Linked DNA regions of Capra hircus: region 2 is linked to region 1. The links are chromatin contacts, called in public Hi-C maps. All regions are on one chromosome and are shown on one strand. The core of a region is the stretch at or near the end of the contact, and the rest is flanking DNA. Distances in the headings are between cores, read along the strand shown. Region 1 has its middle 22 kb from the start of CD82. Region 2 overlaps EXT2 (exostosin-2).

Region 1 (6,383 bases), core at 2,199-4,698:
TTTCCGCGCCTGTCAGTCAAAGCCGGCTGCTTGGAAGTTCAAGCGTGGCCAAAAGGAAGCAGATTTCAAAACACACCTCTGCTTGCCCCGCTTCCCTTCCCACCCCCTCCTGGGCTGTGGCTCAAGGCTCCCCGGGGGCTCCCTTGCCCCTGGCCTGTCCCAGGCAGAGCTGAAACCAGAAGGATTGGGGCAGAGGTGGGGGTGGGCTGTGGGGAGTGAGTAGGGGGCACCAGCCTCTGTCTCATGCCCACATGGAGGGGGAAGGGATCGGAGCAGGATTGGGGTTGGGGAGGGGTGGTGAAAACTGCCTCTTCTTTAGTAAGGAAAGGGGTGGTAGGCAAGAGGGGGCCAGACCCTGAAATTCAAGGAAGCTTGCTATTTTCCTTAATGACTCTATGCCTACACTAGCACAAGCCTTGGCTTCTAGAAGATTCTCTGCAAGCATCTGTCACATAAATGAATGGATGAGTGGATTCTCACTAACGAGAAGTTGGCTCAACTTCGAAGCTGAAGGTAAAGTAGGCTGTCAGGTTGGAGGGCCCCCCTACATACACACACACTGCCACTGACCTCCAAGAACCAAAGTCTTCCACTCAGCAAGGGCATTTGGGTCCAAGCTCTTGGACACCATCTTGACTCTCACCTTTGAGCTGTGTGATATGGAAGAAGCCTCAGTTTTCTGCACCTGTAAAATGGGCAGAGATGTCCTCTGCTCCTGAGAGTGTAATGTGCGAAGTCGCTTCGGTCGTGTCCGACCTTTGCGACCCCATGGACCATAACCGGCTAGGCTCTTCTGTCCATGGGATTTCCCAGTTGAGAATACTGGAGTGGGTTGCCATTATCTCCGTTAGGGGATCTTCCCAACCCAGGGATCGAACCCACGTCTCCTGCAGCTGTTGCTTTGGCAGGCAGGCGCTTTACCACCAGCACCACCTGGGAAGCCCCCTGAGCATGCTGGGAGGCCTGAATTGAATGAGTCCCTGAAAATAAATCCTATCGCAGGCCTCTGGGTGCAATTAAAAAACTTCACAAATACGGAGGCCATTGAAAGTCAGAGAATGAGCTCGAATGTCCTCCTGTGAGTGTGTCAACAGCATTAATCACGTGGCCAAGGGTGCTAAGACGGAGCCACGGCTCCTTGTAATTTCTTTGCTGCAGCAGATGGAAGTGAAGTGAAGCCATGCCCAGCCACGGAGGCCGACCGTGGGATGAGCGCCTCGATGGGATGGCGGGAGTTTGCCTTTCCTGGTGGGTTTGTCGGGTTTTTCCCTCCCGCTCCGCACTCCCTCCCCGCTCAGAGCCCAGCCATAAACGCAGCGCCAGCCCAGCCCACGCTGTTCGCTTTATTGCCGTGTTGTTTTCCATTTGGAAGCTCTCTCTCTGCAGAACGTGCTTGAGATTTTGAAGAAGTGAGTTAATATATCGATGATGTCTTTATTGTCAGGACACTTCCTGAATTAGAAATAAAAGGCCCTGCTGAAGTCAATAAAATGACATGGGGGAGAAAACATTCTTTCCCAGCATGAGAGCCCTTCTGCTACGGCTGGCTCGGGGTGGGGGGGCGAGCATGGGGAGGCCACGTTCGGAAGCTTGGAGCTTCGCCTGAAGGTTCTTCCAATAACTCGGCTTCTCCCAAAGGCAGAGGAGAAATCCCTGCCCTTCCAGGAGCAGTGAGCAGGGCCCATGTGTGTCCGAGGTCCGGGCCTGTCTCTGACACTCTCCTGGCCTTCCAGGCCCCCTGACAGCTCTGACCTGACCCTCCCCCGGGCCCCCAGTACCATGAGCCACACAGCAGCGTGGGGCAGATCCTCCCCTCTGCAGAACTGGAAGGTAACAAGCCCTGCTCTTGAACGCCCTTCTCTTTCCAGACCCTGCCAGGCTATGCCCTCTGTCCCAAGACCCCACTGCCTTGCTGATCTTTCCAGTCTGAAGTCTGCCTATGAGTCATTAGAAGAGGCAGACTTGAAAAGCAAAGCCTTGGGTTCCCACAGGTCTAGACTTGTGTCTCCTTGACCTCTTCGTTGCTGTGTGACCTTGAGCGAGTGACCTGACCACTCTGTGCTTCAGTTTCCCCTGCAGTGATGGAAACACCCAGTACAGGGTCTGGTAACTAAGACTGCTACGTATTCACTTGCCTGTAATCTTGTTATCGCTGAGGAAGAAGTACGCTGGGGGAGAAGGCGCCTGTTAGATAGTATGTTGGCAATAGGAGGGGTGGAGCAGCGGAAGCCTCCTCTCAAGGGGAGACAGAAGAAGGGGGATGACCTTTTTAATGAGCACCTATCGTGGTCTGGCATACAGCAACCCTTATTCTACAAGGCTCAGAGAGGTTAGTTCATTCGACTAAGGTCACACAGCAAAGAGACTCAGATTCGTCCCTGGGTCTTTCAGACTGCCAGTTCACGCTTAGCTTACTCTGTCCTTGAGAATACCTCCCCCAAGGCCATGTGTGCCTTCAAAGGTACAACGGGGGACCCACAAGTGGGTGGGGTAGAGTCCTTGGGGGCCGAATCCTGCTGTGAAGGAGGGAGTGGCCGGGCCAGCTGTCCCCTTCCTCTGGCAGCCCTTGCTGTGGGTGATGAGGGTGTCTGCGCCCACCTATGCCGGTCATGTCCCGGGCAGTGCCCCTCTGCCTTGAGAAAACGCCCCGTGGTCCTGGGAGTATTTTGCTGACTCAGACACCTGAGTGGGCTCCGTCTCCCAGGGCCCGGCGCTTCCAGTTTCACTTCTCGTTTCCTGCCGGTGGGTTTGCCCTTCCATCCCAGCGCCTGCCACTTTGAGTCTCTGATGTCCTGCTTCCCGGCTGCCATCTTGGTCCCCATTAGGCCAAGTGGGAGGGGGCTCAGGACCCAGGAACAGGACGCTCGGGACAGTGGGCCATCTCCTCTGCACGGGTGCGGCTCCTGCGGTTTGGTACCCCAGCTGGGGAGGAGGCAACAGCTGGATGGGGTGGGACCCCAGGCACCCCCGGTCTGCCTAATCCTCGGAAGTGAAAGGCCCTCGGTCGTGTCGGACTCTTTGTGACCCCTTGGGCTATACAGTCCGTGGAATTCTCCAGGCCAGAATACTAGAGTGGGTAACCTTTCTCTTCTCCAGGGGATCTTCCCAACCCAGGGATCAAACCCAGGTCTCCCTCATTTCAGGAGGATTCTTTCCCAGCTGAGCCTCAAGGGAAGCCCTAAAATACCGAAGTGGGTAGCTTTTTCCTTCTCCAGGGGATCTTCCCGACCCAGGGATCGAACCCAGGTATCCTGCACTGCAGGCAGATTCTTTACCAGCTGAGCCACCGGGGGAGCCCGCCTAATCCTCAGGGCCAGCTGTGGGTCAGGCTGAGGGACCTCGTCCAAGGTCAAGGGAAGGTCGCGCTCTCAGCGGTCAGCACTGCTTCTCTCGTGCCGGGCACCCTGGGCAGGGACCCAGGGCCTCAGGTCCATGTGCTATGAGGTCCCCTGAAGGCGGGGTCCCGTGAAAGGATGACTGGCCCCCTCTGCGCCCTGTGGCCCCATCGACACCACCCACCCTGTGCGTGCCTCTGGGACTGCCGGATCCTCTGCAGCTTCACGCTCCTAAACTTCAACCTAAACTACGGCTATATCCCGACTCCTCTCCCCGCCGGCAACCCAGCTTTGTTTTCCAGAAACTTCCAGCTGGTCTAAGGACACCGGCCCATGTTTAGTGCGGAGGCCGTTTCCTCCCTCCCCGGCCCTGGGACAGACCCAGCTCTACGCCTCCAGCCGGGGAGCCTCGGACAGCTGTCTCCTGTTCCTCACGGGTGAGATGGCGATGACCCCTCCAGACCCCGCCTTGTGCCCTGGGTTGTTTGGAATATGAACCCGAGCTCCCATGGGATGAGTCACCCCTCTCCCAGCCTGGGCGTGCCTGGGGCCAACCAAGAGTCCAGAGACCAGCCTTGGCTTTCAGACCTGGTCGCCACCTTACCCTGTAGCCTCGGGGACGTGACCCTACCATGCCTCTGTGCCTTGATTTCCCCATCTGAGCAATGAACATGCCCCTCTTCCCCATTCTTCCCACTTCTCCCATCGTCTAGCTGCTCAAGGAGCCAGTGCCCGGAGGGTCTCAGTGGCCGGAGCCCCGAGGGGAACAGCTCAGTGGACCTGGTCTGGAAGCCTGGGGAGGGTGAGGAGGTGGGGTGAGGCCGCAGGGTCCGAGCTCCCCCCACCCCAGAACGCCCACCATACTCACATCTGCAGCCCCATCTGGAACAGCCGGGCCCCACCCCCACACACGGTCCAGCAGCCAGACCTCCAGTCCCCCTCCCCTCCCCTCCCTCTGCCTTTCCAGCCACCCCCGGATTTGTACCCATAATCTGCATATTTAGCAGTTCACCACGTTGCAGGCCAAACCATAAATCCTTCTCTGGCGGGACCCTGGGAAAGAGTCCCCGCGTTTCCACAGAGCCCCGAGCCCTGACCTCTGAGACCCCACTCCTCTGAGTCTTCAGGCCCTGAGGGGCATCTGCTCAGTCCTTAGGTGTCCTCTGGCCCCCAGAGGCTGAGCCACACAGCTCGGAAATTGGAATAACTGAAATGATTGGAGGAGGAATCAAAGAGAAAGAATGGTTTCATCTGACTTTTAGGTCACCGAGTGAGGTGGACTGGGCAGTACTTTTCTCCCTATTCTGCAGAGAGGTAAACTGAGGCTCTAATTCTGTCCTCAGTCATTCAGGGCCAGCTCAGCGACAATGCCAGGGTGACATGTCATTTCTCAAAGGCCTGGCCAGTGCAAGTAAACTTCCATTTCTTAAGTCTGGAAGCTGCTAGGAACTGTGGAAACACACAGCAGGGGGCCCATACACTTGGCCTCTAGTCCCCACTCAGTTCTGTAGTCATGGCAATGGGCTCGGGCCCTCTGAGATTCTTTCCATCACCCATTTAATCCTGAGCTCTCTCCAGCCTCCTGATGCAGCCTCCCCAGACTCTCCAGCCCCAAACTCAAAGGGGCAGGACCTTTTAGCGTCACTGATTCTCCTCAAAGAAATAGGAACAGACAGCTTTGGAAAGTTTTTACCAACAAATATGCAGAGTAGACCTCTTGGTACTCCTAACCCATCAATGAACCTGACCCCGCTATCCCAAAGTAGCAGGCATTAGCATCTTCTGAGCTCCTTCTATGGATCTGATGCTACAGTGAGCGCTCTGGGAGGACTTTCTCATTCAATCCTGATGTCGGCCTTTTAGAGAGGGAGGAAGACCATGAAGATGATGAAGAAGGTGGTGCTGGTGAGTGGCAAGGGCCAGATTCCAGGCCAGAGCTGTCAGACGCGGGGCCTGAGCTTTCACTCCCACGCTAGAGCCCACGGCCACGGATGTCCTTGGGAGGAAGGAATCCACCCAAGCTCTGTGCTCCGCTGCTCCCTGCAGCCTGGCCTGCCCCACGCAGCCCACGTCGGCTCTGGATCCCAAAGAAGTGCCCGCCTCCCCACTGCTCCTCCGGGGTAGGCTGGGGCATCTCCCACCCAAGATTTATGCCCACAGGTGTTCTCCACAGCCTGCCCCTGCCGCCCGGGGTCCGGCCCCTCTCCCAGGCAGAACTGGGTGCTCATCAGGGAAGGATTTGGGGTTCAGTATGTTCTCTCCTCTCTATTCATGCGTCTAAAATGTGCCTCCTGTCAGACACTGTTCTGGTGATGGAGATACAGTCATTTAAAATGGTCCTCGGTTCTGTTATCTTCAGAACAAGCTACTAATAGCCCTGGGCACCCCTTAAATGTCCACTGATGGATGGAACAAAGAATTTAGAAGGGAAATGCAAAAAGCCACGCCTGAAACGGGAAGACCAGGCTACACATGTTCACCTTGCTGTTAACTTCCTCTGTGACCTTGGACGAGTAACTCACACCCTGGGCCTCAACTTCCCCGTCTGTCAAATGGGAGGCCTGGACTCCAGCATTCGTGAGCCTCCCTCACTCCTGGTCCCCACTCCCAGCTTCTGCCACGTGTGCCTACCACCTGTAACTCTATTAACTAAATATTATTCTTGAAATCAATGTACGCTTTCTGACTCGGCACATTTATTTTAAAAGGGAATTTTGAATCACTTCTACAAATTGAAAATTGCAGTATCGTTTGCCAGAAGAAATAAAAGGTAACCAGAAAAATAAATACCATGAAGATAACATAGTGTTGTTAGTCTCGCTGGAAACTCTCCTGCCCAAAGCTGCGGTCCCATTGCCCACCTCTCTCTTCTGCCCATTCAACTGGCAACTGTTCTGGGAGTTCCTTCCATGTGCCAGCCACTGTTCTGGTGCTAGAATAAAGCAATTAGAAAGAAATAGCCGATGAAGGAAGGGGAATCCCAATTGCAGATGAAGTGAGTATTGGGAGTGGTGGGGGGAGGGTCTCAATGTGAACTGGAGCAAAGCT
Region 2 (6,697 bases), core at 1,025-3,524, 410 kb before region 1:
TTACCATGTAGGCATGGTTGGAGAGAACTCCGCTTAGCCAAAGTGAAAATGGTTCATAAACCCTAAGATGGTCTATGAGCGTTTCAATTATTTTCCTTTATGATTAACGTGTGCTTGGTCGCTCAGCTGTGTCTGACTCTGTGACCCCATGGACTGTAGCCCACCAGGCTCCTCTGTCCATGGCGTTTCCCAGGCAAGAACACTGGAGTGGGTTGCCATTTCCTACTGCAGGGGATCTTCCCAGCCCAGGGATCAAACTCGCGTCACTTCCATCTCCTGCATTGGCAGGTGGATTCTTTACCACTAGTGCCACCTGGTTTGAATAACTTTTCTGAAAGATCAGAGAGTAGAATGAGACCATTTTGAAGAGTGGAATCTTGACACAAGGAATGCCGAAGTCACTTGTTGCAGAGACGTGTCTGTGACAGATGAAGGAGTCATGCTCAGGGTATCGACATAGTAGGTCGGCATCCGGTGTTGGGGGCTTGTTTGGTAAGGATCTTAATTTGTGGTCTACAGGGGTACTTTGCATTTTCAGCTGAGGACTCAAGATTTTTTTTTCATGTCTCAGTCCATGATGCGTATTGGCTGTTTCATTTTTTTATTGCTACGTTACCAACCACTACAAACCTTACAAACAACAGCAGCACTAGCAATCATGTGCTCGCTCAGGATTCTGCCATCTGTGCAGAGCTCGCTGGGGATGGTTCATGCTGGCTCCACGTAGTCTCTGCGGTCTTCCTGAGCTTCCTAACTGTGGGCAGCTGGCTTCCAACGGCTACAGGGTCTTTTAAAGCCGGGTTTCAAAACCCCCAGAATCTTACCTCTGCCACTTTCTCTTGGTCAAAGCAAGTCCCAAGTCTAGCCTGGATTCGGGTGGAAGGGAAAGAGATTCCATGTTGTCAATGGGCAAGTGGCATGCGCGTTCATCAGTGGGAAGAATTTTTGGCATCTGTCTTTAGAAAGAGATCTACCTCACTGGCCTTTCTTTTCCTCCGCCTCTCCTTTCCTCCTTCCCTATTTCTTTCTTCATTTCTCCCTTCCATCAAAATGTGCCAACTATCCCCTTATTATAAAACATCAATATATATTTATTTAAAGATTAGTCCTTTTTTCTCTAATACCCTTTTCCCCTTTCTTGATATTTTCCTAGTGGTGTTTTTACATTGTACATTTTGTTATAGTTTTGTGTATCTCATTTGTATCTAAATTCCTCTAAGGTAGATCTTTGCTTTCTTCTTTAGGTTCTCTATGAGGTTTGAATGAATGAATGAATGAAAACTTTAGTATATCAAACAAAGGGCCAGTTTGTCCAGATGAAGCATCAGTTTTTGTTAGGCAAGTATTTAAAAAACAAACAAACTGTCCGTCAGCTATTCCACGTCTAATTTTTCTTGCTTGCTCAGCGCTCCTCTTCTTAGGCCCGACATTAACCAGCTTATGCTTTCAGAGAATTTGTATTTATAGAATATATTCTATAGTAAATATATAGCATATTCGCACATGTACAAATATTTATTTACTTTATTTATCAGTTCAGTTCAGTCACTCAGTTGTGTCCAACTCTTTGTGACCCCATGGACTACAGCACGCCAGGCTTCCCTGTCTATCACCAATTCCCGGAGCCTACTCAAGCTCATGTCCATCAAATCAGTGATGCCATCCAACCATCTCATCCTCTGTCATCCCCTTCTCCTCCCACCTTCAACTTTTCCCAGCATCAGGGTCTTTTCAAATGAGTCAGTTCTTCGCAGGGTCAAAGGTCCCTCTTCGTTATTTCATCAAATTGCATAAGGGAAAGAAATGGGCCGATTGAAAATGTACCCGGGTCCTTTCAAGGGTCATCTGTCTCCCTGAAGGCTTCATTTTTCTCTCTTCTCCCCTGGTAACCAGGAGTGTGAGGAGGAGGCTGTCGGGGTCATTATGTGTGCGTCGGTCAAGTACAGCATCCGGGGTCCCGCCCTCATCCCGAGAATGAAGACCAAGCACCGCGCCTACTACATCACCCTCTTCTCCATCGTCCTGCTGGGGCTCATCGCCACGGGCATGTTTCAGTTCTGGCCGCACTCCATCGAGTCCTCCGGCGACTGGAGCGTGGAGAAGCGCAGTGTCCGAGACGTGCCGGTGGTCAGGCTGCCGGCCGACAGCCCGGTGCCCGAGCGCGGCGACCTCAGCTGCCGGATGCACACGTGTTTCGACGTCTACCGCTGCGGCTTCAACCCCAGGAACAAGATCAAGGTGTACATCTACCCGCTGAAGAAGTACGTGGGCGAGGCGGGCGTCCCGGTGAGCAGCACCATCTCCCGCGAGTACAACGAGCTGCTCACGGCCATCTCAGACAGCGACTACTACACCGACGACATCACCCGCGCCTGCCTGTTCGTTCCGTCCATCGACCTGCTCAACCAGAACTCGCTCCGCGTGAGGGAGACGGCCCAGGCGCTGGCCCAGCTCTCCAGGTATCCGCAGGTCTCCCAGAAACTAGGGGCAGGGGAGGGCAGAGCTGGTTTCCAGCCAGCAGCTCATCTTCTGTCTCCTAGGTGGGCGCGTGGATGGGCGGCTGACTTGGAGGACCTGTGCTTCGGCAGCCGGTCTCTGCACCACCCTCTTGGGCCACTGCTGTGGGTCCCCAACTTCTTAACATGTAGAAGCTAAGGAGGGTTCATCTTCCCAATCCTTTCCTTTTCAATGTAAATGTCTTTCCCCACCTCCCCTCTTTATTACTCACATACACATATTCACTATAAAAAGCTTGAAAATACAGTTAAGCAAAAAGAAGAAAGTTAGAGTCATCCCATAAGCCTGCTTTGACATAATCATTAATATTTTGATGTTGCTTCTCAGTCGTTTATGTATAAAACAGATACAGGGGCACGCATATATGCATTGTAGTATATACATGCACACGTACGTACACATATGTGTATATGTAACATTTTGGTCAAGAGTGGGCTCACACGGCAAAGCGTATTCTTTCTGCTGCCGGTTCCCCTTCATTTACCATGAATGTGTTTCCAGCCAATTTCATCTTTGTATGTCAGTGCCGTGTGACATATACACAGAATGTGTATTCGCATATACAGTTCTGTGTGGGACTCCATTTTGCACACGTTCCCCAATGTCCTTAATTAGCCTTCTGTATTTCTTTGTGTTTCTGTAACCAAATGGTGAACACTGTGGTAGCGTTCAGATTTTCATCAGCGTAAGCAGTTCTGCAGTGGACCAGCTTGGAGGACACACGCCCTGGCTTTCCTTTGGAGGAGCCAAGCCAGTGCCCGCATGCACTGGCGATCTCCAGGCATGCAGGTTGCCCTCCTGAGAAGTGACCCTGTTACAAGTCAGGGATGCTCGCTACTTGTTGTCCGGCTTCCTTTGTGGCTCATATGGTGAAGAAGCTGCCTAATGCAGGAGGCCCGAGTTCGATCCCTGGGTCTGGAAGATCCTCTGGAGGAGAGAATGGCAACCCAGGCCAGTATTCTTGCCTAGAGAATCCCCATGGCCAGAGGAGCCTGGTGGGCTGCAGTCAGTCCATGGGGTCACACAGAGTCATGGCTGAGCAGCTATCACTTTGACTTGTCATCCAGAAACTGACTTGTCTGTTTCCTCATAGTCGATGTGTGAATTCTACGTTTACTCTCTCAATAGGTGGGATAGAGGTACCAATCACCTCCTGTTCAACATGTTGCCTGGAGGCCCCCCAGATTATAACACGGCCCTGGATGTCCCCAGAGACAGGTAGGTGTATTTGGGGTTGTCCGCCTGACGGGTTTCTGAGGATTAAGTCAACATAGGACCCTTTTGTTCACGTGAAATCATATTTCTAAGCCCACTAGGACATAACTTTGTAATCAGAATCTTTGTTCAAGTGGAAGATTGTCCTCGGTCTTTTCCTCCCCAAGACCTGGCGGCATTGAGACCTGCCAGAACCTGTCCCGGGAAACTAATGGAGGGTCAGGTTCCAGTGGAGCATCTTAGAGGTCTGTCTTGCCTTCATCTGGGTTGTGTGCTCCTGAGCGCACCCTCTTTCCCCTAAAAGGCCTGGTTCGTATCACTGGCTTGTGTCAGCTCTCTCCACATTTGGGAGCATTAAGTAGTCTCAGGTCCTGGGGGGAGCAGGCGTGGACGTGTCTTTGGAGCCTGTAACGTCCGGGAAGTGAGGCACTCTAAGTACCGCTTACTCTCTTCTTTCCTTCCTTCCTATGAAACTTCCAAACAGGTAGAAGTGTCATGGGGTGGCCACGATGGCGATTCAAGTTCAGGTACTGTGTATTGGGCCCTTTTGTACCGACTGCGTCGCTTCCTGGAAACCTCAGAAGGGAGGTGCCCCTTTAAGGTTCTGCTCCTAGTACTTGGCCCGAGGCTCCGAAGAGAGCGGGAAGTGTGGGCCCGGCATGAGGGTCCTGGGCAGCACCCATGGGAGCGGATTACTGTAAGTTCAGATATGAACTCATTTATGACCAGCTCTGTTGCAGTTGATGTTTAATTCTTGAAATCATTGTTACTGAAAGAGGTGAGAACAGCCTCAGGCCTGCTGTGGTCTCTGCTTACTTGAGGCCAACATTGTCATTTGTGAAAATCTACACTTTGTACCGCTTTTCCCCAGAAGATTAAGTCTAAGCCCTCTTTGCTTTTAAGTGCTTATCTAGAGTCAGTATTGAGTTTCTATCTGGAAAGATGATTATCTCTTGAAAAGACCCCAGCGCCATCCCTAAGCTTTGGTGTAGAAACCATTTTGGACGGTAGAGGGCAGTCAGGCCACACAAGTTCTGTAGAAACCCGCTGAACACAAGGTGATCTCTGATTTGGCTCTTAGCCCCAGCGTTCCTGAGTGTGTTACTGTCTTATGCATTTGCTTGTTCTGGGAAAGTGAAATGTGTTAGAGGACAGAAAAGGGAAGGCAGAGAGGTGCTGGGAATGCAATGTCTTCACCTGCTGTTCTGGGTTTAGTTTGGGAAGGGTTTATTTCTGTTTGGGACATGTCGGTTCTTGCTGACACTTTGGTATATGTATCTGATTGGGAGAAAGATTTCATTTTTATCGAGTGCACATGTTAAAAGGAGTTTCATTTCTCTGCAGGAAAGTGTCAAGTAATCAGGAGAGAGTTGAAGTTCTTGCTGGTGCTTAGGTGTTAAGGATCAGGAAGGTTAAATCGTTTTCCCTGTGCATGTAATTTTGGAAGTGATTATAGGCAGTCCTGTAGCAAGTAATGAATCATCGTATAGTCCTCCTTTATCTTTCCACGTGGGAAATTTCATTTGGAAGCCGAGGTGGTCTTCAACTGGTTGGAGTAAGGAATAGTAGATTTGCTTGTTAATTTTTCTGATTCTTTGTTCTTGCTCTGGATTCAGAGGAGGCAAGAACCATGCGTGTAGGATAGTTTTAGCAGAAGCTGCGTATCTGGTTATTCAGAAATTAGAAAACAGGCTAGATTTAGACTGTTTCTAAGATGTCCCTGAAATCTAAAGTCATAAGTGTGATTTTTTTTTTTTTTTTTAAGAATTATCTGACTCAGGAAGATGCAAGGACCAGGACTAAAGCAAATGTCAGCTCAACAGATAATCTTTTATCCTGGGTTTCTCTTTCAGTTTTTGAAAATCCTATGTATGGTACACATATACCTTCTGGGTACAAGGTTGAAACAATGTGCAAGTATTCAAAGAGGAAAGTGTAAAAATATGTTTTCAAATTTTCCTCTGGTTTTACTGTTTTACTGAGAGGTAATCATTGTTCTCAAATACTGTGTATTTTGTGAGTCTTTGTTTGATGGATTTCTAGTCAAACACACACATATATTCACCTACCCATTTTATTTTAAGTCAAATGACAGCAAATTATACCTCTTCAATGCCTAACTTTACTGATCTTTGTTTTCTCAGATATATTCTGTAATTTTATTACTGCTTTAGATTTTTGTCATCTTTTCTTTGCAGGTATCTTTCTCAAATTTTTACTTTTGTATAGGTGTATATTTATTTAAACTTCTTAGAGAAAAATGTAAACCCATATAAAAGAAGTACAGTGAGCCCCACATAACCACTGTCCAGCTTTGTTAATTGTCAACTTGATTCATCTGTACTCCTACTTTCTCCCCACCAGATTATCTAGAAACAGATATCAGATGTTGTATCATTATGTCTGTAAATATTTCCATTTGAGACTGCAGAAGAGGTTTTTGTGTATAACTCAGTGGCTTAGTCGGTAAAGAATCTGCTTGCAATGAAGAAGACCCTGGTTTGATCCCTGGGTTGGGAAGATCCCCTGGAGAAGGGAATGGCTACCCGCTCCAGTATTCTTGCCTGGAAAATCTCATGGACAGAGGATCTTGGCGGGCTGCAGTCCATGGGGTCACAAGGAGTCGGACATGACTAAGTGACTGACACTTTCAACTTTTTTCAAGGGCTTTTTAAAAAACGTAACAGCACTAATATCATCCCTACAGCAATTTACATTCAGTTCTTCAACATCACTGGATGGTCACCAGGAATCTAGCCATTGCTCAGATATATGTGTGTCTCATTTTCTGTTTTTACAGTTTGAATCTGTAAACAAATGAGGATAGCCAGTCGAATTGGTCAGGTTTTTTTTTAGCAAAACCTAAAACTTAAATCTTTATATTTGAGGGATTCGCAGGCCTGATTAAAAGGAAGCAAAAGATATACTTGCAGACAAACTGTGTTTTGGCTCTGTGGATACTCAG

What was found. Hi-C and Micro-C count contacts between places; a contact is called where the count stands out from the background.
Region 2: a contact with region 1 is called in a Hi-C map of liver, with 4 times the contacts expected there. The contact joins two enhancer-like sites. A contact is called at or near these places in 3 of 5 Hi-C or Micro-C datasets (blood and liver).

Annotation. Positions count from the first base shown.
Region 1 is chr15:8,378,571-8,384,953 of ARS1.2, reverse strand. No RefSeq gene overlaps it. Among named protein-coding and RNA genes, the nearest start is that of CD82, 22 kb to the right of the region's middle. Within about 2 kb of position 3,448, at least 1 of the 5 cell types and tissues checked has an H3K27ac peak or open chromatin away from gene starts, as enhancers often do.
Region 2 is chr15:8,782,483-8,789,179 of ARS1.2, reverse strand. EXT2 (exostosin-2) reads left to right here. Exons shown (of 14, transcript XM_018059215.1): 2 at 1,894-2,459; 3 at 3,646-3,735. The coding sequence starts at 1,924. Among named protein-coding and RNA genes, the nearest start is that of EXT2, 13 kb to the left of the region's middle. Within about 2 kb of position 2,274, at least 1 of the 5 cell types and tissues checked has an H3K27ac peak or open chromatin away from gene starts, as enhancers often do.